2 separate regions of the Mus musculus genome follow, and region 2 is linked to region 1. A link is a contact called in public promoter capture Hi-C data. All regions are on one chromosome and are shown on one strand. Each heading gives the region's core, a stretch centred on a gene start, on an enhancer-like site or on the middle of the called end of the contact. The rest is flanking DNA. Distances are from core to core; before and after follow the strand shown.

What was found. Promoter capture Hi-C pulls out the DNA fragments that hold promoters and counts their contacts.
Region 2: a contact with region 1 is called in a promoter capture Hi-C map of pre-B cells, with 5 times the contacts expected there. The contact joins the promoter of Ttc14 here to the promoter of Eif5a2 in region 1. A contact is called at or near these places in 1 of 39 promoter capture datasets (pre-B cells) and 1 of 484 Hi-C or Micro-C datasets (pre-B cells).

The regions. Positions count from the first base shown.
Region 1 is chr3:28,778,167-28,783,726 of GRCm38.p6, forward strand. Eif5a2 (eukaryotic translation initiation factor 5A2) reads left to right here and starts at 3,111. Exons shown (of 5, transcript NM_177586.6): 1 at 3,111-3,247; 2 at 3,850-4,050; 3 at 4,562-4,666. The coding sequence starts at 3,886. It overlaps 1700112D23Rik (RIKEN cDNA 1700112D23 gene), which reads right to left and starts at 2,956. Exons shown (of 3, transcript NR_166152.1): 1 at 2,805-2,956.
Region 2 is chr3:33,797,177-33,802,736 of GRCm38.p6, forward strand. Ttc14 (tetratricopeptide repeat domain 14) reads left to right here and starts at 3,007. Exons shown (of 12, transcript NM_027619.4): 1 at 3,007-3,260; 2 at 3,780-3,904; 3 at 4,015-4,214. The coding sequence starts at 3,103.

The DNA of each region.
Region 1 (5,560 bases), core at 1,861-4,360:
CATCTGTATGATTTTAGGGTTTACTGTTCTTAGAACAAAGTAAAAATTCACCCATCTCTTTACAGAACATACTAAGCCATTTGCAGTGGAGGATAAAACCATGATTCTGTCATTTGGGCTCTTGTATTCCTGCTGCATTTGGTTTAAATGCATTTTCCAAACACTTTCCGAGCTAACATTTTATTGTTGTGGCCCAAATACCCGACGCAAGCATCTTAAGCGAGGAAGTACTTATTTTGGCTCATGGTTTGGCCCTGTGTGCTTGGACAATGTCATGACCCAGGAGTTTGTATCTGAAAGCATCTTCTCCCCATGACGGTAGGAAGCAGAAAAGACAGAAAGATGAAAGGGACAAGATAACATCAGACACACACCTTTCATGGTCTTCTTCCTCCAGTCAGGTCCCAACCACTCAAATTTCCAGAAATCTCCCAAAACTGTGCCACCAGCTGGGGACCCAAGGTCTCAGTCTATCTGTCTATTGGGAGAAACTTCATATCCAAACTTTTTAACAGCGTCTTACTGCTAGCCTCTATCCAAACTTCAATTCTCAGGTTAGTTGGTCACATCCAGAGAAGCTGTAGTGATACTTTCCAATCTGTGATGTCCACAGACAAGCCACCAGCCGCATACAGCTTACGGTGCACCTGAAATGTTATTGCTATGAACTTAGACGTTGAACCAAAAATACACACCAGATTGCAAAAAGTTAGTACTAACTTAAAAAAAGAAAAGAATGTACAATAGCTTAGTAATAGTTTTATAGTTACATGTGAAAGAATATTTGAACATATTGATTAGGTCAAACTAAATATATTAATGGGTCTTAATTTCAGCTTTTAAAAAAACCTTTCAACCTATCTGTAGGAAACTCTTGGATTCCCCCTTCACCAACACCCAGGCTGTACAGGAGGGGCTCCTTTTGTCAGTCCTGTAGTTATGTCTGTCCTAGTTATTCTTGGAAATTACTAGACTGACGGATGTCAAGCAGCCTATGGACAAGGGGCTGGCTGGAAATTCCAGAAGTAAGAATGCTCAAATAAATAGTCAATAAATTATATAAATAAATAAATAAATAAATAAATAAATAAGACGCTCAACCCTCACTATTTCTGGATTCTACGTTTGTGGGTTTGCATAAAGATACAAGAGAAACCATCCAGAACAGCATGCTTTCTGCATCCATCCGCTGTGCACGTGCAGAGAGCTGAGCTGAGGTCAAACATGGTTTCAAACATCAAACTGCACGTACATGTTCTTTCCGGTCTATTTGCTATGTTTTTCAGAGCTCTGCTTTCTGATTTGCATGTTATGCCTTCTGTTGGTGATTACCCTGCTTAAAATGCACTCCCCCCCCACACCCCGACCTCCCAAACCCCATGCTGAAATGTTCTTTGGTGTTCCTATGCACAAGGTTCTGTTGTGCCAAATAGAGAAGACAAGTGGGTACATCAAATACCTTCAGGCTTAGTGCTTTTAGCCACACGCCCAAAGTTAAAAAAATACATGTGAAATAACGTGCCTCTTGTAGAACTAAACATACCAATCACTTGTTCACCATGAAAATGTGGCCTCCGGAACCTACAAGGAACCTAATACTGTAACTCTCCCAGAATCAAGGGCTGAGAATTTGCCACTTCAGTGTTCTAGAGACCTCGGGAAAAGTCACTGTATTTGTCGAATTAAATAGTCATTTGGGTCCACATACAAATCTTACATGAATATGGTGATAGACAAAGAAGTGATTTCAACTTTGATTATGAGTGGCTCTTATACCCTGCCTTATTGTCCTGCCCAGCCTTTCCCCATAATTCAAAATGAGGAGTAAAAGAGTAACTGTTAATAGTTGGGAAGGTCTGGCTGGGTGTAAGGTAGGGGTGAAAAAGAGGGCTGATGACCAAAAGGCACAGAAAATTTTGGAACGTGATAATATTCTACTATATCCTGACAATGGAGGTGATCGTACATCTGATTTCCTTTTTCAAGCCTCTTAAATCTTATTTCATATATATTCTAACATTAACCTTAGTTTAAACAAAAACTTTAGTAGTCAAGATTTAATAATAGAGATGAAACAGTACACTATGTAATTCTTACTTAAGTATTAGCAGGAGCAATAGTAACAACAACAATAGGGAAAAGCAGAGGGAACTCAGAAGCCAGGGGTCCTAATTCGGCTCTTTCTGTAACAAGAGGCAGAGTTTACTTTATGGAAGCCATGTGCTTATTGCTTCTAGACAACACAAATGAAATGTGTTCTGCATATACGTGTAAGTGACTATGAGACTAGATTTGTTTATAGGACAGCAATACCAAATCACTGAACAACATGAACTGGGTTGTGGGGTGGTCAGTTAATTACCTTGATTCTTTCCAAGGTGAGAGATGAAGCTATGATAAAACTGTGAAAGGAAAGCACACTTCTCGAGAATCTTTGTCTTTAATCATTTAACAACAAAAACAAAAACAAAACCTCAAACTCTAGGGCACACCGATGCCAGGAAGATCAAAGGTCACCGTAGAGTCTCGGGTACATGGGATTTCCCGCCCCTGAGAACACTGCTGACTTCACCAGCACCTCGTCATAGTGTCTGGAGTCCTCTGAGGATCTACAATGCAGAATCATGAAATAGCATACCACACCTAGCACTCTTCGAGCTCCAAGCACGGATTCCAGCCCCAAGGAGGGCTGCAAGCTGTACCAGAAGCTTGAATCAAAGTTCCACTCCACCAACACTCGGGACTCTTGCAAAATCAGCAGGACTTGAGAGTTTGAAGACCATTAAGTGACAGCATCCACGCACCTGCGTGCTAGGGCCCAGAGCAAGCTACCTGGTCCTAATAGTCGTCCCCAAGGTCAACTGGGCGCCGAACTGAAGATGAGGATGCATCTCGCCCGGGAACACTGCGAAGCTTCAAACAGTCGACTGCAGGCAGCTCTGCACGCCGGAAGTGCACTAATCCGCAGCACGTGGGGTTGCCAGGGCGAGCTTCACGTGACGGGGCGGGACCTCGGGAAGCTTCGAGCCAATGGGCGACCTGGAGGCGGGGCCTGTGGCGCGCCGGGGCCTATCCCGGAAGTGTGGTCGCGGCGGGGCGGGCCCGGGCTGGGCGGGCCGGGGCGGGGAGCCGGGTGTGGGAAGCGTGGCGGCCCCGCCCCGTCTCCTGGACCAGCCGCGGCCGCCAGCGCCGCCGCAGCCGCAGGGACCGGCGGACGCAGCAAAGGCGTGCGGTGCGGGGCCGGAAGGTGAAGACCTGGGGCCGGGTCGGCGGGGCGGCGGGGGATGCAGCCGGTGATGCTGGGGTCCGGGCGAGGGGAGGAGCCGAGATGCTTGGGAACTGGAGGGCGGCAAGCGCGGGACCGCCGGAGCTAGGGCCCTTTACCGCTGGGCCGAACCGGGATGCCAGGGCGGCGCCGCTGCGGGTCCTAGGCGCACTGAGGGCCAGGTGCAACCGGCCGGGTGCTCCTGTCCCAGTCTTCCCCGAACCTGCGGCCTGGCTGATACCTTGGCAGCGGGGATGGGACGGAGGGAGGCGCCGGGCCCCGCATCCCGGCGCAGGAAGGTCGTGGGCACTTCTTGCGGTGGGGTGGTGGGGACTGGACCTGCCGGCTGGGCGCTGGTGTCGCCTTCACTCTCCGGCGAGCTCTTCTGCGGCTCCTTTCCCCACCTCCCACCAAGGGCTGGAAAAGTTTTCAGAGGCCTGAATGGCAAAGTATACTCCACTCAGAGTGGGTGTTCTATAAATGCAAACATAACGGGCTAGTGATGCTCGGCTACCTGTCTTCAAAATGAGACATAACCCCGCCTGCATGCCGGTTATTAAAACGCAAACAAACTTTTCGCATAGTTCCCTCAGAAAAACCGCACATCTCCCCAGTCCACCATGGCAGACGAAATTGATTTCACTACTGGAGATGCAGGGGCTTCCAGCACTTATCCTATGCAGTGCTCAGCCCTGCGCAAAAACGGCTTCGTCGTGCTCAAAGGGCGACCATGCAAAATCGTGGAGATGTCAACTTCCAAGACTGGGAAGCATGGTCATGCCAAGGTAGGCCCTTCCAAGTCATTTTTTGGCTTCACCGTTAAGATCATTCGTGTTCCATTCTACATCGTGAGGTTTCTATATTGAAAAATAACTTTTTTTCCTTCCCCTCAGTCTCTTGAATGGTCAGACATTACTCTCAGTAAAGCTCTCCATTTAATCGGACCCTTAGAATGTTTCATTAACTGGAAACTAAAACTTTTTTAAATCCGTGTTTAGTAGAAACAAGCCTGTTCTTCTAATTCTAAGAGACTTGGTTTTCACTTTCTGTGGACTCTTGTTAATTGACTTGCTGACGTGTGTGGTGTGTTGAGTTTTGATGCCATGAAACTGTTCGGGTTTTGGGTACTTACTGAATCTCGTTCTGTGTCACTGCAACTTTTTTTAAAGAAAGTAAGATGACCTTGGAAGAGGTGAAAGGCTCCATTACAGTCAGAGCTGGGATTGTGCTGCTGTGTAGGGAGTGACATAGCTGACAGAGATTAAACATGTTTCCTGTGGTTCTCTCCTCTGTCAGGTACACCTTGTTGGAATTGACATTTTCACTGGCAAAAAATATGAAGACATTTGTCCTTCTACTCACAACATGGATGTTCCAAATATTAAGAGAAACGATTATCAAGTAAGTACTGATTTCTTTAACAGCATTTCAGAAGTGTATAAACACCCTCTTTAGTAGTAGTTTGACAAGACTTGAGAGTAGTTTTATAGAGTATATTCCTTACCAGTTACTAGACTCCACTTATCTTACAGATTAGAGAAATAGTGCTTTGTTTAGTTCTGTTGTTGTTGTTGTTAATATTCTGTGCCTTTTTCTGTTGTGAAGTAGGAGATCATAGGTCTCAGGCTGGCCTTGAACTCACTATTCAAGGATGATCTTCAGTCTCGGACACTCGGGCCTCTGCCTGTGAATGCTGAGATTGTAGGTTGCATCTTTGTGCCTGGCTATCCTGTGTTGGAGATCAAATCCAGGTTTGAATCTGGTTCTGGTACTTTCTAGCTAGATGGTCTTTTACAAAGTGTGTGTCTTCTCTAAACCTCTGCCTTTCCGAACAAACCAGGGGGACATGTGGGTTGAATGAGAGAGTGTGCGCCCATAAGTAGCTGTGCATAACAGCAAGTACTATTGTTTTGCTTCACATTTCCTATATCAGAATCCTATTTTCATTCTTCTTAGTTCATTGGCTGTAGATGTTGTGCATAGTAGGTACTCAGTCAACACTAGTTAAACAAATACACCTGAATTCAGTGTAGTGGAGTGTGAGGTTAACAGAGCAGATTACGGCTAAGTATAGAATATACATACATTGGCCCAAATGGGTTTCTTTTCTTGTCCTGCTTTGTGAGCTCTTTGAATTCTCAGTACTCGTTATAATCAGTAGTTTTTATTCCACGCTTCTACTTGTTGGATGCTTCAGCAGTCTACACCAGCAGTTCAGATAATAATATTACCAAATTAAGGAGCCATTGATTGAAGCTTAAAATTTAACCTCAGGGGACTAACTTGGTTTGGATT
Region 2 (5,560 bases), core at 1,757-4,256, 5.0 Mb after region 1:
CCTCAGATGAGAATTCTTTGTTTAGCTCTGAGCCCCATTTTTTAATTGGGGTTATTTGATTTTCTGGAGTCCACCTTCTTGAGTTCTTTATATATATTGGATATTAGTCCTCTATCTGATTTAGGATAGGTAAAGATCCTTTCCCAATCTATTGGTGTCCTTTTTGTCTTATTGACGGTGTCTTTTGCCTTACAGAAGCTTTGCAGTTTCATGAGGTCCCATTTGTCAATTCTCGATCTTAAAGCACAAGCCATTGCTGTTCTATTCAGGAATTTTTCCTCTGTGCCAATATCTTCGAGGCTTTTCCCCACTTTCTCCTCTATAAGTTTCAGTGTCTCTGGTTTTATGTGGAGCTCCTTGATCCACTTAGATTTGACCTTAATACAAGGAGATAGGAATGGATCAATTCGCATTCTTCTACATGATAACCACCAGTTGTGCCAGCACCATTTGTTGAAAATGCTGTCTTTTTTCCATTGGATGGTTTTAGCTCCCTTGTGGAAGATCAAGTGACCATAGGTGTGTGGGTTCATTTCTGGGTCTTCAATTCTATTCCATTGGTCTACTTTTCTGTCACTATACCAGTACCATGCAGTTTTTATCACAATTGCTCTGTAGTAAAGCTTTAGGTCAGGCATGGTGATTCCACCAGAGGTTCTTTTATCCTTGAGAAGAGTTTTTGCTATCCTAGGTTTTTTGTTATAATGGAGTACTACTCGGCTATTAAAAAGAATGAATTTATGAAATTCCTAGGCAAATGGTTGGACCTCGAGGGCATCATCCTGAGTGAGGTAACCCAATCACAAAAGAACTCACATGATATGTACTCAAAGATAAGTGGATATTAGCCCAGAAACTTAGAATACCCAAGATATAAGATACAATTTGCTAAACACATGAAACTCAAGAAGAACGAAGACCAAAGTGTGGATACTTTGCCCCTTCTTAAAATTGGGAACAAAACACCCATGGAAGGAGTTACAGAGACAAAGTTTGGAGCTGAGAAGAAAGGATGGACCATCTAGAGACTGCCCTATTCGGGGATCCATCCCATAATCAGCCTCCAAATGCTGACACCATTGCATACACTAGCAAGATTTTGCTAAAAGGACCCTGATATAGCTGTCTCTTGTGAGACTATGCTGGGGCCTAGCAAACACAGAAGGGATGATCTCAGTCAGCTATTGGATGGATCACAGGGCCCCCAATGGAGGAGCTAGAGAAAGTAGCCAAGGAGCTAAAGGGATCTGCAACCCTATAGGTGGAACAACAATATGAACTAACCAGTACCCCGGAGCTCTTGACTCTAGCTGCATATGTATCAAAAGATGGCCTAGTTGGCCATCACTGGAAAGAGAGGCCCATTGGACTTGCAAACTTTATATGCCCCAGTACAAGGGAACGCCAGAGCCAAAAAGGGGGAGTGGGGGGGAGGGGAGTGGGGGGGGAGGGTATGAGGGACTTTTGGGATAGCATTGGAAATGTAAATGAGGAAAATACCTAATTTAGAAAAAAAAAAGATCTGAGGCCACACCTTAGGTAGCCACATTAACCTTCAGTGTTATAGCTTTATGCCTTTATTCTTATCTGTCTTCCACAAACAAACAGAGTCACTCCGAGCCAGGGCGTATTTTCATCTTTAGAGTCTAGTGTTTGTTACAGGATATACATATGTGTTTACTATTTTTTGTTTGTTTTTTGGTTTTTGTTTGTTTGTTTGGTTGGTTGGTTGGTTTTTCGAGACAGGGTTTCTCCGTGTAGCCCTGGCTATCCTGGAACTCACTCTGTAGACCAGGCTGGCCTGGAACTCAGAAATCCACCTGCCTCTGCCTCCCAAGTGCTGGGATTAAAGGCGTGCACCACCACGCCCGGCTTATGTGTTTACTTTTAAGATGAAATTTGAAATCACAGTAAAAGTAGGGTTAGAAACCAAGCAGTGAAAATCTGTTTGGAATATTCTGCTTTCTTCATTTCCTTCACCATTTTCGTACCCTGTACCACCCCCTCCCAACAGTTCATTAAACTATTCATATTTCTTTAAAGTTTCTTGGAGAGTTTTTAAGTTAAAAAAAATGTAGGTGGGGTTGTAGCTCAGTGGTAGAGAGAATCCTTGGCTAGCATGCTGAAAACCCAAGCACTAACCAACTCCCTCACTTTCCATTGTACCCCCTCTGGTCTGGTCAACTATCCAGTGTCCTGTCCCTTTCAAAAATCACGTATTTGTCACGAAAGAAAATGAATTCGAAACCCCTGTAACTGGAAAACAAACAAACAAACAAAACAAACAAAAAAACAAACAAAAAACAAACAAACAAACAAAAGCCCTGATGGTATGGGTGTGGTGCCCAGGTGTAGAACAAAGTTGTGTGGGGTTATGGGTTACACTCGGTGTAGAGCTAGCACTGAAGTGTAGCCAGCAAACGCTGGCCAGTTTTAAGTAAGCCACCTAAAGCACTCGGTACCAGTGTGTACCAGGCAGCCCACAGATATCACCCTAGTAGTAGGCAGCTTATCCTAAAACTCCTACAAAGCCACGCCAGAACAGAGCATGCGCGCTGCGCTTTAAAGCTCTCCGGGCTGGTGACAGCCACATCCCTCTAAAAGGCAGCGAGAAACAAGGTGGACACGCCTCCAGCCGCCGCCAAGTCAACTGTAGGTCCTTGTCTGTCTGCCCCACGTCGGTCTAGCAGGCAGCTTTCCTGCGACCGCCACCTTGAGGCAATCCTGAGGGGACGCGGGCGCCGCCCCGGGCAGACAGGACTGAGGAAACTTCCTCCGCGGCCGCCCAGCCACCCTTGCACCGCTGAACTCGGCAGCACCCGGTGAAAAAGAGACCGGAGCTCTGGCCTTGGCGACCTAGGAACCACACAGCCCGACGTACGTGCTAAGCTCAGGCGTCCCCACACGTCACACCTCCAGCCTTACTCCGCCCTCGGCGCCAGACCCGCTTCGCGCTTCCTGCGGGTTCCCGTAGTCCCGCCAGGTCTCGCGAGACTGAGGCAGCTCGCCGCCGCGAGCGCTTCCGGGAGGTTAGCGCGTCCGGGCAGCTTCCCTCGGCTTGCGGGAGCGCGGGCTCGGACGCCGGAGCCTGGCGGGCTCGCCATGGACCGCGACTTGCTGCGGCAGTCGCTGGGCTGCCACGGCCCGGCCCTGCTGTCGCTGCTGCGGAGTGAACAGCAGGACAACCCGCACTTCCGGAGCCTGCTGGGCACGGCGGCCGAGCCAGCCCGCGGCGCGGCGCCTCCTCCGGGAGCCGGCAGGTATCGGGGCCGTGACCCGGGCCGGGGCGCGGGGCGGACAGGAGGGACCGAGCCCCGGGGTGTGTGACCAGGCACTGGCTCCGGGCTGAATGGCCGGGATGCGCCTTCCGAGCCGCCGCCAAAGCTTCCCTGCTCCCGTTTCCAGAGAGAACGGGCTTAAAACTTCTTCCGGAACTCAGTGGGTAAAGTCACTTTCCATCGAGCGGCCTGACCTGACCGATTCCCAGGCTTCGCAAGGGTAGGCGAGAACCAATCCCAGCCTTGTCCTATGATCCCCCAGTTGCACACGGTGGCACATGGACGCCACATCACAGCACTAAATAAATGCATACTGAAAAGCTAAAATAAATAAAACTTCCCCTGGAGACACTAAGCAGGGTTGGGTGATGAAAACTGCCGTACACGAGTTTGGATGTATGAGAGCGTGGATCAGTGAAAAAAAAAAAAAAAAATATATATATATATATATATATATATATATATATATATGTACATGTATATAGTCACCTTTCTTTTAAGGAAAGAGAAGAGAGTTGACAACATTGAAATACAAAAATTCATCTCTAAAAAAGCGGATCTGCTTTTTGCACTGTCTTGGAAATCAGACGCATCTCCACCCTCTGAAGTGCATGACGACAATGACAGTAAGTTTAGTCTGAGAAGCTTTTCAAGATTTACTGGTTAGTTTAAAGCATTTTATCAAAGGAGAAGGAAGTCAGAATGATCGTGGTGATTTGGTTTTATTTTATTCCAGATCTTTATGCGGTCATGCCACCCTTAGAGCAGTTCATGGAGATGCCAAGCATGGACCGGAGAGAGCTCTTCTTCCGAGATATTGAACGTGGTGATATAGTGATTGGAAGAATTAGCTCTATTCGGGAGTTTGGTTTTTTCATGGTGTTGATCTGTTTAGGAAGTGGCATCGTGAGAGATATTTCGCACTTAGAAATCACAGTAAGTCACTCTACACTCATCCCATGCAAAAATTATGTGCTTATCCAAGTCTGTTTACATTTACCTGGTAGGATATTGGGGGGGGAGGGTTAAAGATAAGCTGAAAAAAAAAAAAAAAAACAGTAGTTGTTCTTACCAAAAGCCTTAGAGAGCTGGACATTGACAGTACATGCCTTTAACCCTAGTTCTCAGGAGGCAGAGGTGGGCTGAACAGAGGTGGGTTCAAGGCCAGCCTGATCTCTATAGTGAATCCCTATCAAAAAAAAACAAGTACTAGAGTGTTACGTTTCCTCCATTGTGGGTGTTTCAAGGTTTGGAGAACTCTGTTTGCAGGTCAGTCTCCTTTTTGACATCATAGAGATTAGTGGTTGTGATGATGTTCATTGGTATTCTGAACAGATATCTTGTGGTTAAACATATGCTTAATAATTGCACATTAGATGTTCGTATGTAAGTAATCTAGCAAGTCCTTCCTATCATATTAAACATATAACATTCTCTCTCTCTCTCTCGCTGTAATAACGTGCTTGCCTCCGTTTGGAGTGCTTCACCCCAACACTGTTCATGTCGGCTCTCTGTCTCACCATGTGAAGAGAAGACATATACAACAGGAGGGTGCACACCTCATTTAAAATGCTAATAGCTTTTGTGTCTTGGTTTTTGGGTTTTTTTTGTTGTTGTTGTTGTTGGTTTGGTTTTGGTTTTTTGGGGTTTTGTTTGTTTGTTTGGTTTTGGTTTTTTGAGACAGGGTTTCTCTGTGTAGCCCTGGCTGTCCTGGAACTCAGAAATCCGCCTGCCTCTGCCTCCCGAGTGCTGGGATTAAAGGAGTGTGCCACCACTGTATCTTGGTTCTTAAAGCTAAAAAACAAGTTTTATTGTGGTTGGACACAAAATGTAACAAAAAAAAATTCTTAAATTTAAGTCACTGACATGTCTGTTAACAGTTGTTTAAAGCCATCAAAAAGAATGAAAGTATGCTGGATGGCCTGAAAGACCCTGTCTCTGATGAAATAAGGCAAACACAGAAAGACAGATATCACATGTTCACATTGTGAATACTGAAAAAGACAGTAGACTAGAGTGGCCAGAGTCAGAAAAGGGGGAGAGGACTGAAGGAAAGTAGGTAACTGCAGCTGGATTAGGATGAGGTGTTCTGGAGCACAGGAGGGTGGCTAGTCTATGACCAGAAAAGAATCTGAAGACTAAACCCAAAGAAATGGTATCTGTCTATTACTAATTATACCAATAGGATAATGGTATATGTGTATTGATTTGCTACCCTGTAAACACTATATAATTGTACCCTGTAAATATGTATAATTATGGATTCTTAAAAAGGAAATAGT